4 separate regions of the Sus scrofa genome follow, and regions 2, 3 and 4 are each linked to region 1. A link is a contact called in public HiChIP or PLAC-seq and promoter capture Hi-C data. All regions are on one chromosome and are shown on one strand. The core of a region is the stretch at or near the end of the contact, and the rest is flanking DNA. Distances in the headings are between cores, read along the strand shown. Region 1 holds the start of CPNE2 (copine-2). Region 2 holds the start of PLLP (plasmolipin). Region 3 holds the start of ARL2BP (ADP-ribosylation factor-like protein 2-binding protein). Region 4 has its middle 14 kb from the start of HERPUD1.

Region 1 (2,547 bases), core at 36-2,535:
GTTACAACCTGGTTCCTCTCTCCAATTACTGAAGCTGTGGGTGCCCCCATGAAACAGAAAAAGCCCTACCTCCCTCAGTTAACAGTCCACAGTCCTAGGGAAGCAAAAACTAAAGGCGGACAAAGGGCCACTTGGATATTTCTCCCAGATCCTTTGCCCTTGTCACTTCCTCCAGTACATAACAGGGCTGGCGGGGTCGCAGACAGCAAGAACCTCTAACTGGCTACCAAAGCTCCGGGTTCCAGTTCCACCTGTGACCTTGGGCAAATCACAGCCCCCTGTGAAGGAGCCCCTTCCCCAAAGGGGGTGGTTCGACAAGGCTGGGGGATGGGATGCGAAGAGGAAAGTAAGAATCTTCTATTTACAGAGAAGCAGCGCTTCGGGGGAACAGGGACTGGGAAGGAAGAAAGGGCTCTGCTCTTTCTCCACGTTCCCCCCTCCCCCGCCCCAAACACACAGGTGCCAGACAGTTTTTGCAGGGAAAAAAACTAGTTTGCAAACACACTCCGACTTCTGGGAAGCTGCCCAGCTCCACTTCCTCTCCTATTCCCCCTTCGCGAGCTGGGAGCGGGCTCTGGAGCAGTTCCCTGCGGCACCGGGGATGCCCGGGTAGGGAGCGAGGCGAGAGGGCGAGAAGCGGGGCCAGCCCGACCTCAGGACTTCCGAAGCTGCGAAGGTGGCGGGCCTCCACCTTCCTGACGCCCCCAGTTCCTCGGGGGAGGTAGGAGGGTCCCTAAACCATTGGGCTCGGAGCCCCCCCACCCCCGCGCCTCGCCCCCGAGGGCGCCACCATCCTCCAGGCACTATGCCCTCGGTTACCCCACGGTCGGGGCGAAGCCGGAGCGCCCCCGCGTGGCCGGGTCGCAGCTGAGTCATCCAAACGCTGGGGTCGGGGCGCGCGGATGGCTGGGGGCTTTGGGCTGTGCCACCCGGGAGGCGGCACCTAACTTCCTTCCAAGCAGCCGCTGGCGCCAGAAGCCGAGCCCCAAGGCCGAACTTGAGCCCTCGCGCCAGGGCGCCCCGCCCGCCCCTTGCCCGCCGGGGCCCCACTCACCGCGGGTTCCGCGGGCGCTGCCGCCCTCACCGCGTGGCTGCCGCTCCCCGTGCTCCGGGCCACCAGGGCATCCTCGGGTGCTCCCCTGCTCCGCCGGGCCCACGGGCGCGGGACGGGCTCAAGGCGCTGCCCGCGCAGCGGTGGCCAGCTCGCGTGCGCTCCCAGCCGCTCGCGGTCCGGTCCTCCTCCCCGGCCCGCCGGGCGGGCGGCGGCGGCAGCTCGGGCTCCTCCCTCGGCCGAGGGAGGGGGGGGCGTGGGGAGGGAAGTGGGAGGCGGGGCGGGCGCTTCCTGGAGGGGCGAGCTCTCCCACGGGCGGAGCGGGGGCGCTGTCCCGCCCGCCGCCCGCGGCTTGGAGCCCGCCGCTGGCGCGCCTCGGGACTCTGAGCGATCAGAGCCTCGGGGCCCCGAGTATTCGAGGCTGGAATCCGAGGGTCCGAACGTTCCAGGCTAGGACTTCGCGGATCGGTACGCCGCTAGTTCTCACTCTTCCCAGGCTGGCCTCGCCCGAGCCGCCGGCGCCTCCGAGTAGCCTGCACCCGGCTCTCAGGGCCGCCGACGCGGGATGCGAGGGGTGGGCTCAGCCCCGGCCTGCGGGGCCCTAGGACGCCGCCTGCAGCCCCGACTCCAAGGGCTGTCGGGCTCGATGCTGCGCCCTCGAGGGTCTGGTTCTGGGCTATACTGGCAGCACTAGGACCGCTGTTTGCTCCCTCCCCCTCTCCCCCCAGTAGTAAAAGAGGTCGGCGTTTTCTTATTGCCGCTGCGACTGGGAAGATGACACATACGTATTTCTGGGACAGAGCTGATAAGACAGTTCGAACAGTGCCTATAGCGGAGGGCAATTAGGCGGGCCCTTTGTGACCCTGGCGCCGAGTCCGCCCTTCTGCGGCGGCCTTCTTTGCCCTAGACAAGGGAGCAATTCTTCAGAAATTCGCCTGTCGCTGGGCTCCCGTGCTGCAGGCCACTCCGTTTTTATATGCCCGCTCCCTCAGTCCCTCTACCCAATCCAGTGCCTCAGACAGCGGAGCCTCATTTAACCAGATTGTGGGGGACAGAGCTGTCTCTGAGATCTCAGGGCCACGTCCAAAGCCCTTGGCTCCCGGACTGGGCAGCTGGGCATTAACGCGCAGTGCTTGGGTTGTGGGATTTCCGTCAGGCAGGTGAGGGTTAACTGGGAGGCTCACAGCTGCAGCCAGTGAACCTCCCTCCAAGTCTGAGTCACAGGCACTTTGCAGCCTTAGAGGGCGGCTGTTAAACAGCCCCAGGGCTCTGAGCTTTGTTCTCTGCCTGCCTGCCCCCACCTCCCATCCATCCCTCTTTTCTCCAAGCTCTCCCAATCTTTCCTCCACATCAAGTCCTCAGAGCCCTCAGCCCAGCTGTGAGGCCAACCCATCCAGAGGTGTTCTGAGACCCAGCTGCAGCCCCTCTTCCTCCAGGAAGCCTTTCCTGATTGATATGGCCCCCAGAATCCTTCTCCTCTCCTTGCTCCAGAGCAG
Region 2 (2,547 bases), core at 13-2,512, 190 kb before region 1:
TGCCTCCTGGTCATCTCTGTCACACTGTTTTATTTTAGTCAAGGCATTTGTCACCCTCTGAAGTTATTTTTTTCTTTGCAGTTTAGTACTTGTCACTCCCAGTAGAAAGTGTAGTTTTGTGCTTGCTGTATTCTCATGGCCTAGGATAGGGCCTGACTTTTTTTTTCTTTTATTTATTTATTTATTGCTTTTTAGGGCCACATCTGCTGGCATATGGAGGTTCCCAGGCTAGGGGTCAAATCAGAGCTACAGCTGCCCGCCTACGGCACAGGCATAGCAGCAGCAACTCGAGATCCAAGCAGCGTCTGCGACCTACACCACAGCTCAGGCAGCACCAGGTCCTTAACCCACTGAGCGAGGCCAAGGATCGAACTGCAACTTCATGGTTCCTAGTTGGACCTTTTCCCTTGCGCCACGACAGGAACTCCTAGGGTCTGACATTTAATAAGGTCTCAGCAATCACTGGTTGATGAATAAATGAATGAACTATCTGTGCTAGTGCCTAAGGCCTGGTGTGTGTGTGTGTACGTTTCAGGGTGCAGGTGGAGCAGTGAAACCAGAACTTAACGCCATCTCCTACCTTTGGAGTGACACCCCGCCCCCAACCAGGCGTGCCAGAAGGTTTCCGGTGCAGTGTTTCATTTATTCTGCCTAAGGGCTCTGCGTATTGAGGTCCATTCATATTCCTGTAATACAGATGAGGGAACTGATGCTCAGTGATCTTCTAAGTTACCATTCAATCAGTTAAGAAGAGAAGACTACATCGACTGAGTCATGAAAGGACCTCTCCCTGCCACAAGCACCTACAATTTACTCAGACCTTCCCCTCCTGGGTGCTTGGTCTGCAGGGACTCGTTAGGAGACTCCGCATAGGGATGCCGATCGCTTTAAGAGGAGACTTCAGAGAGGAGCAGGGGCTTGCCCAAGGGTACACAGCTCCCGAGAGGCATCGGGTAGGGAGATAGTAGTGGTCAGCTCTGCTGGCGGCCACCAGTTTATCGCGAGGCTCGGAAGTTACCGGCCAGGAGAGCGAGAAGCGGTCAAAGCTGCCGCGAATATGGGGGAATTGCCAACAGGTGGCTCTCCTTGGGAGAGAAACGTGCGGCTGTCTAGGCTGGTTCTGGCGCAGCCCACCCACTGACCGCGGCCGCGTTTTCCCTGTTTTTAAAGTGATGGAGACGTCTTGTGGCTTGAGGCTGGACCGCCCAGTGGTGTGCGAAGGGTTAAAGGGGCGGGTGCCGCGGCGAAGGCGGGGCTGGGATTCCGGCCGCACCTGGCGCTCTCCGCTCCCAGCCTCCCCCGACGCCGCGAGTTGCGCCTGGAGCCGCAGCGGGAGCGCGATCCCCCCGGGAGGAGCCGCAGAAGAGCCGGCACCCGCTGTGGGAGGCGCGGTGACGGCGGCCGAAGCAACCTTGAGAGGCGAGCGCAGCCGCCATGGCCGAGTTCCCGTCTAAAGTGAGCACGCGGACCAGCAGCCCCGCGCAAGGAGGCGCCGCGGTCTCCGCGCTGCGCCCGGACCTGGGTTTCGTGCGCTCCAGCCTTGGGGCGCTCATGCTGCTGCAACTGGTGAGTGCGCTAGGGGTCCAGGGCCGGGTGGGGGCCTGGCGGGGTCTGGAAGGGTCGGAAACTCCCTAGCTGCCTTTTTTCTGTGCTCCCCGAACACTCCCAACCCAAGTTCACACGCGCCCGGATGCACCCTGCCTACCGGGCGCCTCTAGGACGGACTCCCCCGACATCACTCCGGAGCCCTGTCACCGGGAGACGTCCTAGTTACCGTCTCTGCGAGCACACTCACCGTGCCCCAGTGTCAGAGTGCCCACCCCAAAGCCTTATCATTCCCTCCGGTGGTCCCAGGAGATCCCCCGCGGAAACGCTTAGAAAAGCCGCAATCACTGCGCACGACGCGCTGTGTCTCTCCCTTGCCGGGACTGAGCCCTTAGCCCCTCAGCACCCAGCCTTAGGCAAAGTCCACTCTCGGCTGACCTTCTGCAGAACTCCCAGCGGCTGCACCCCAGAATATGCCTCGTCTAATCGAGAGGGCACTTCCGGTCCAGCAGACGCTTAGGCGCAGTGTCCTGGGCCCCTCTGGCTTCCAGTGGGTAACCTGCCGGGTTCCCGCAGCTTTGATCCCTTGAGACCCAGGTACCGCGCCCAGCGCTGGGGGAAGGATTTGTGGGAAGCCAGAGGCAGGACTCCTCTGTATCCCATGCCGTCTGTGGACCTCAGCTGAGGCGGACCGATGGGAACACACCTTTCTCCACCAGTTTCAGGCTTGCGGGTGTTGGCTTCCTCCCCATAATACTCTCTGGTGCGAGTCAGGAAGCTGGGTTTTTGTCCCTGTGGGAGGGGCTTGATCCGTTTTGCGAGGCCTAGAGGGGAATTGGAGGTGGGCCAAGATCAATTTTCCTTTAGGGCACCTCTGACAGACCCCTGGCCGAGCACTAGCGACGGTGTCCGGCCCAGGACCGAAGGCAGGGTCTGAGACCAAAGCTCCCGCCTCTTTATCCCAGATGAGCACCTGCTTCCTCCAGGGCCACTGTTATCTCT
Region 3 (2,547 bases), core at 23-2,522, 160 kb before region 1:
GAAAAAACAGCAAAGCAAACTTCCAGGCACCCAACTTTAAGAATTAAGAATGATTATTGTTTAATCTAGCAATTCCAAATAGAAGAAAACACACTTGACACATCTGTGAATGTAATGTCTCCATTTTCAGAAAATCTGGTACAGGGAGTTCCTGTTGTGGCTCAGTGGAAACGAACCCAACTAGTATCCATTCCATCCCTGGCCTCCCTCAGTGGGTTAAGGATCCAGAGTTGCCTTGAGCTGTGGTGTAGGTTGCAGACGCGGCTTGTATCCTACATTGCTGTGGCTGTTCCCTAGCCCGGAAACTTCCATATGCCACAGGTGCAGCCATAAAAAGCAAAAGCAAAAACAAAAACAAGAGGAAAGAAAAAAAAAGAAAATAGGAAACCTAGTACAACACAAGGAATTACCAAAAGAGACATAAGGAGCAAAAGCACGCACGGGACATCTTAAGGTTCCTATTTATTTCCTTTGGGTTCTACTCACCGCATCTTAGCTATCACCCCACACCTATCTGCTTGTGGGCTGGCGTAAACCTGGTGCGGTTAAGACACTGGCCAGGGAGGAGGCAATTAGATCGGGAGTTCTTGGGGGTGGTAGTGATGGAGGGTCCTCCGACCCGCGGTCGGGCCTCTGCAGCTCAAACTCGCCAGGTTTTGCTGACGACTAAGAACTGGAGGTGGGGGAGGGGAGGGGAGGATTGTGATAGATGCGTGGATCACCGCATGACACGGCCCTGCAAGCCGGTCCCTAAGGCCTGAATCCCGCCGTCGCCGCTGCGGCAGAATCAACCACTGAAACTGGGGCTGAGCCTTGAGGGTTCCCCTAACCCACCCCCACCGAGGATACCCGTTTCACAGCGCTGAGGCCGAGGCCAAGCGTCGGCAGCCCGGCCTCCAGTCTTTCCAGCCAGGCAGCGTCACTCACAAGGACAGCGCGAAGCTCTCTTCTTCTAGGGCGTCCATCGCCGCCGCCGCTGCAGCATCCACCACGAGGAGGAGAGCGGGCACGCCGGCCTCCTACCGCGCCCGCGACCCGGGCCCAGTCTCTGCTCCGCTCTGCAGAGCCCCAACAGTCATCAGGGAGGTCTCGACGGCGAGGCCGCGGTCGGCTCACGGCCCAGCCCGCTAGAGTCTGCGCGCAAGGCCCTGGTCTCGGGCTTCCCGGCTGTGGCCACGCGCCGGCCGGGCCTGCTCGTCCCGGCTGGCCTCTCTGCGTATCTAGCTGCTACAGCGGCGTCCTGGCGTCCGTTACTGCGCCCCGCCTCCAGTTACCATGGCCACCGCGACCCTTCCGCCGTCTTGCGGGTCCTGGCAGCCAATCACAGGCGCACGTTGCCCGACGTCAGGGGCGGGACAAAGATAGGGAGAGGAAGTGAGGGGAAGGAATGGGTGCTCGCGAAGGGAGGTGGCCCTCGGTGGGCAGGTAGGGGCCTCGCTGAGGTCTGCTCATGCTGACTGGAGATTAAATTTCACGTCGCCCCCATTTTGATAAGGGAGATATTGACGCCCAGAGAGAACCTAGATTTCCTCCTCACTTGCAATTTGGGAATGAGTTAGAAGATTTGAGAAGACGATTGATTAGTTTCCGAGTTTTAAGAGCGTTGTAAATCGAAAATCTCTTGAGAGCCAATACCTTAGCGTTTGAGCCAGAAAATGTAGACTTTTGATTTGCGAGGCAGTTACTCCTCGTGGAAGGAAAGCCCCACCGCAAGAAGATGACTTGTAGTACACATCATAAATGTCATAGTCATATGATATCAAACATTATTTGGCGGGAACCTTATTTGGTTTCTTGGGTAACTAGGCAAGATAAAAGTTGACAGAACCACTTTGAGCCAACGCAGTCAGGTGACTTTGCTCCAGGAAAAGTCCCCTCCCAAACTGCCAAATTTTGCAAAAAAAAATACCCTAGACCTGATTTTTCTTGGCCAGCTTGAGTGAATTGACATCTTTGAATGGACATCAAATAGATACCAGTAGGATGTGGAACTAAAAAGTTACCTTAACACAACTGTATCCAGGTTGAGATCAATTTTCAGAGGTACTACCTCTGCTCAGCAAGCACTAAGTAGAGGGCAGGCATCTAGAAAGATCTTCTGAACAACTGAGCAGAGTTCTGTTACGTCAAACACTGGTCAAGGCAACTCAGCAAATTTCCTCATTGCTTGCTTTTACTATAAACCACATGTACTTCTGCTGGACCAAATGAACTTGCCCACATGTTCTATTGCAAATACATGTACTAGATCAGAGTGGAGGTGGAAACTTAATGTCAGGTGTTCTGGTTATCTAATGTTGTTACAAGCCATCCAAAAACGTATTGGCTAAACAAAAAAAATCAATTATTTTGCTCGCTAATCTACAATTTGGAAAGGATGTGGTAGGGGCATCTAGTCTGTTCCACTTGGCATCAGTTGGGGCAGCTGGAAAGGGGCTAGAGAAGCCTCTTCCAAGAAGCTAACTCATTGGCTGGCAAGTTAGTATAGGTTGTGGCAACTCAGTTGTGGTTGTCAGCCAGAGGACTACAGGGTGGGGTGGGGTGGGT
Region 4 (2,547 bases), core at 18-2,517, 130 kb after region 1:
CAACAGGCTTGGGGCTGATAGTAGGGAGACAGGTACGGAGCACCCCAAAGAGACCCAGAGTCCAGACTGCAGAAGAGCCGGAAGTGGCCCTCCAGCGAACCCCAGAAGACCAGCTGCCAGTGCCTCAAGGACCCAGACCAGGTGGTGTCCCTATGGCCCCATGAGTCCCAAACCTCCCTATAACAAGAGGCCCACTCTGTGCAGCCTAGGCCTTCCAGAAAGCCTCAGCCAGAGGCCACGGGCTAATCTGAGGCAGAGGCCTGCGGCGAGCAGAGGAGGTGGGGTTGGGGCAGAGAGGGCCGTCAGGGGACCTTGCCCTCCAGACTCAGAGGGGACTCAGCCTGAAGATGGGCCTGCCCAGCCATCTGCTGCCCCCTGGTGGCCAGTGACGAGCCAGACCCAGGCTTCTGGCCCAGCCTAGTGCCACTAAGCAGTGCTGAGGGCTGGGGCCAGGGAAGCGACTCCACACACAGCCCCTGTCACTGTTAACAGCAGTGCTCCAGATGCACACACACCTGATACGCCTGTACCCACACAGCTGTTCAGACAAAGCACTCCACCTGCAGGTGCAGACAGTCTCGTGTGCATGTGTGCATGCCCCCCCCCACATAAGTCCCTTACACGCAGGCCAATACACACCAACCCTAGCTACATCTGCCTATGAGATGCACAAGCTGACACGTGTACACACGCACCCATGGGAGCCACCCAAATAGACAAAACGCACCAGCTGGGATTCATGCCTTCCAAAAAAAAAAAAAAAAAAATCATGGGCTGTACGTTCAAAAAGCTTTTAGTGTTTCCTGAACCTTCATCACTTAAAACTACTGCTATGATTTCTGCCTTCTCTATACGTGCTTCAGGCTATTATTTACTTAACCTTTTAAACGAACTTATTTTCATATCCCCACCTTATGTGGAAAAATACACTCATCCAATATATTAAAAAATAGCATGTCATTAAAATAAAGGACAGGCCATCTAGACTGGTTCAGCACACCCGTCTCAGGGCACACTTGCTGCTTTTGGAAAGCCACTGTGTTATTTTGAGACTTGTGGCCCCTGTATGCTGGGCAGAGCAGTCTTGTGTGTCCCGGGGGTCTAGGCCATGGATGAGGAAGCAGGAGCTCAGTGTGGAGAAGAGACCTCCCCCAGGCCCCTTGGCTGAAACCAGTTCTCCTGCCCCCACAGCCTCTGCCCTTCCCTGGGGACGACTGCACTGGCCTCATCCCTGCAGAGAGCCTCGTTTGTCTCCAGCACCACCTAGAGGCCATGTCTCCATCAGCCCAGCCAGGCCTCCTCTCCTCCCTCAGCGGACCCACTCCCCAGGCCTCCCTGGCCCTGGCCTCCCAGCCTGCCTTCCATCATCCACCCCCGCACCTCCCTGCGCTGACCCTGGATGTGCAGCTTTCCCTGCAGGCTTTCAGTGGAGCCGTCCTGCCTCCTCTATCCTTTATATGGCAGTTATTTGTCCTCCCCTCTCCCTTCCTGGAACTCCTGCAGCTCCTTGATCCATATTGTTCCCTCCCTTATGACGCCTCCAGTGGATCCCACTTTTGACTAGAACCCGCTTTTCTATGATGGATTCGAAGGCACTATATGATCTGCCTCCCCATCTGGATCCCTTCTCCCACCCCACCGCCCTCACTCACCTTCAGCCACCAGCCACCTTCTCAGATACTGGCTATGCCAGCCTTGCTCCCACCTCATGGCCAGCCAGAATCTTCTGAGGTGGTTTCTGCTGGCTGCAGTCCCCCCCCCCATCTCCCCAGACGCCCAGACTCATTAAAGGCAACTTTGTCTTCTACCAAAAAATTTGTTTTTAATTAAAAATTTTAAAACAATAAAAAGCTGCTATGGCCTGAGCTAACATGTGGGAGCTTTTTGCTTTTAGCTATTTAATTGCTACTCAATACCAGACACCTAAGCCAGTAATTTTCTAAGTATTAACAGTGTATCCTTCCACTGCACTTAGTAACTGCTGTGGAAGCACTGATGTTTCTACCATGTCCCCCACGTGTCTTAAACCTTGGCTCCTGCCTGAAGGTCCCCTCCTCTATGTCCTGGTGGGGCTTGGGACCATCTGAACCCTTGTCAGCTGTTCTCAGGAGCACCTTCCCAGAACTATTTTGGGCCTGTGGAATCTGGAGTTGAACCAACGCAATTGGACACCACAGGGAGCAAGGCCCCACTCCCACACACACACAGACAGGAGCCAGCTGGGCACTGCCAGCTGCCTGGGGCTCCAGGGCCCTCTTTCAAATGCTGATGTCCCTGCTCTGGAAAACAACAGGCTTTTTCCACCCAGAATTTTCAGAGGCAGCCTTCATCTCAACTCTGGACCCCTGTCGTCAGTGGCCAAGCTCGAATCCATGGAACTCGAATCCATGGCAGGAGGGGAGTCTCATCTCTGCGCTCCTGCTTCGGCTGTGAAGCTCCTCACACTCTTCCATCGCCCACTTCCCCACCTCCAGTCTCAAGTCACCTCTTCCTTCAAGCAAATACGGCCTTCGTAACTTGTCAATAACCACCGCCTTCTGATCATTG

Evidence for each region. Promoter capture Hi-C pulls out the DNA fragments that hold promoters and counts their contacts. HiChIP or PLAC-seq counts read pairs in DNA pulled down with a chosen protein or histone mark.
Region 2: a contact with region 1 is called in a promoter capture Hi-C map of liver, with 2.3 times the contacts expected there. The contact joins the promoter of PLLP here to the promoter of CPNE2 in region 1. A contact is called at or near these places in 2 of 5 promoter capture datasets (fetal liver and liver) and 1 of 47 Hi-C or Micro-C datasets (fetal liver).
Region 3: a contact with region 1 is called in an H3K27ac HiChIP or PLAC-seq map of skeletal muscle, with 2.2 times the contacts expected there. The contact joins the promoter of ARL2BP here to the promoter of CPNE2 in region 1. A contact is called at or near these places in 1 of 5 promoter capture datasets (fetal liver), 3 of 47 Hi-C or Micro-C datasets (embryonic fibroblasts, mesenteric adipose tissue and skeletal muscle) and 1 of 2 datasets of contacts at active chromatin or transcription factors (skeletal muscle).
Region 4: an H3K27ac HiChIP or PLAC-seq map of skeletal muscle shows a contact between it and region 1. The contact joins the enhancer-like site here to the promoter of CPNE2 in region 1. A contact is called at or near these places in 4 of 47 Hi-C or Micro-C datasets (blood, epiblast stem cells, liver and 1 more) and 2 of 2 datasets of contacts at active chromatin or transcription factors (alveolar macrophages and skeletal muscle).

Annotation. Positions count from the first base shown.
Region 1 is chr6:19,045,533-19,048,079 of Sscrofa11.1, reverse strand. It overlaps CPNE2 (copine-2), which reads right to left and starts at 1,285. Exons shown (of 16, transcript XM_021093901.1): 1 at 1,055-1,285.
Region 2 is chr6:19,239,966-19,242,512 of Sscrofa11.1, reverse strand. It overlaps PLLP (plasmolipin), which reads left to right and starts at 1,262. Exons shown (of 4, transcript XM_003126973.5): 1 at 1,262-1,566. The coding sequence starts at 1,435.
Region 3 is chr6:19,205,738-19,208,284 of Sscrofa11.1, reverse strand. It overlaps ARL2BP (ADP-ribosylation factor-like protein 2-binding protein), which reads right to left and starts at 1,272. Exons shown (of 6, transcript XM_003126968.4): 1 at 928-1,272. The coding sequence starts at 965.
Region 4 is chr6:18,913,606-18,916,152 of Sscrofa11.1, reverse strand. No RefSeq gene overlaps it. Among named protein-coding and RNA genes, the nearest start is that of HERPUD1, 14 kb to the right of the region's middle. Within about 2 kb of position 1,267, at least 20 of the 83 cell types and tissues checked have an H3K27ac peak or open chromatin away from gene starts, as enhancers often do. A contact at or near this core is called in alveolar macrophages and skeletal muscle, where this site is marked.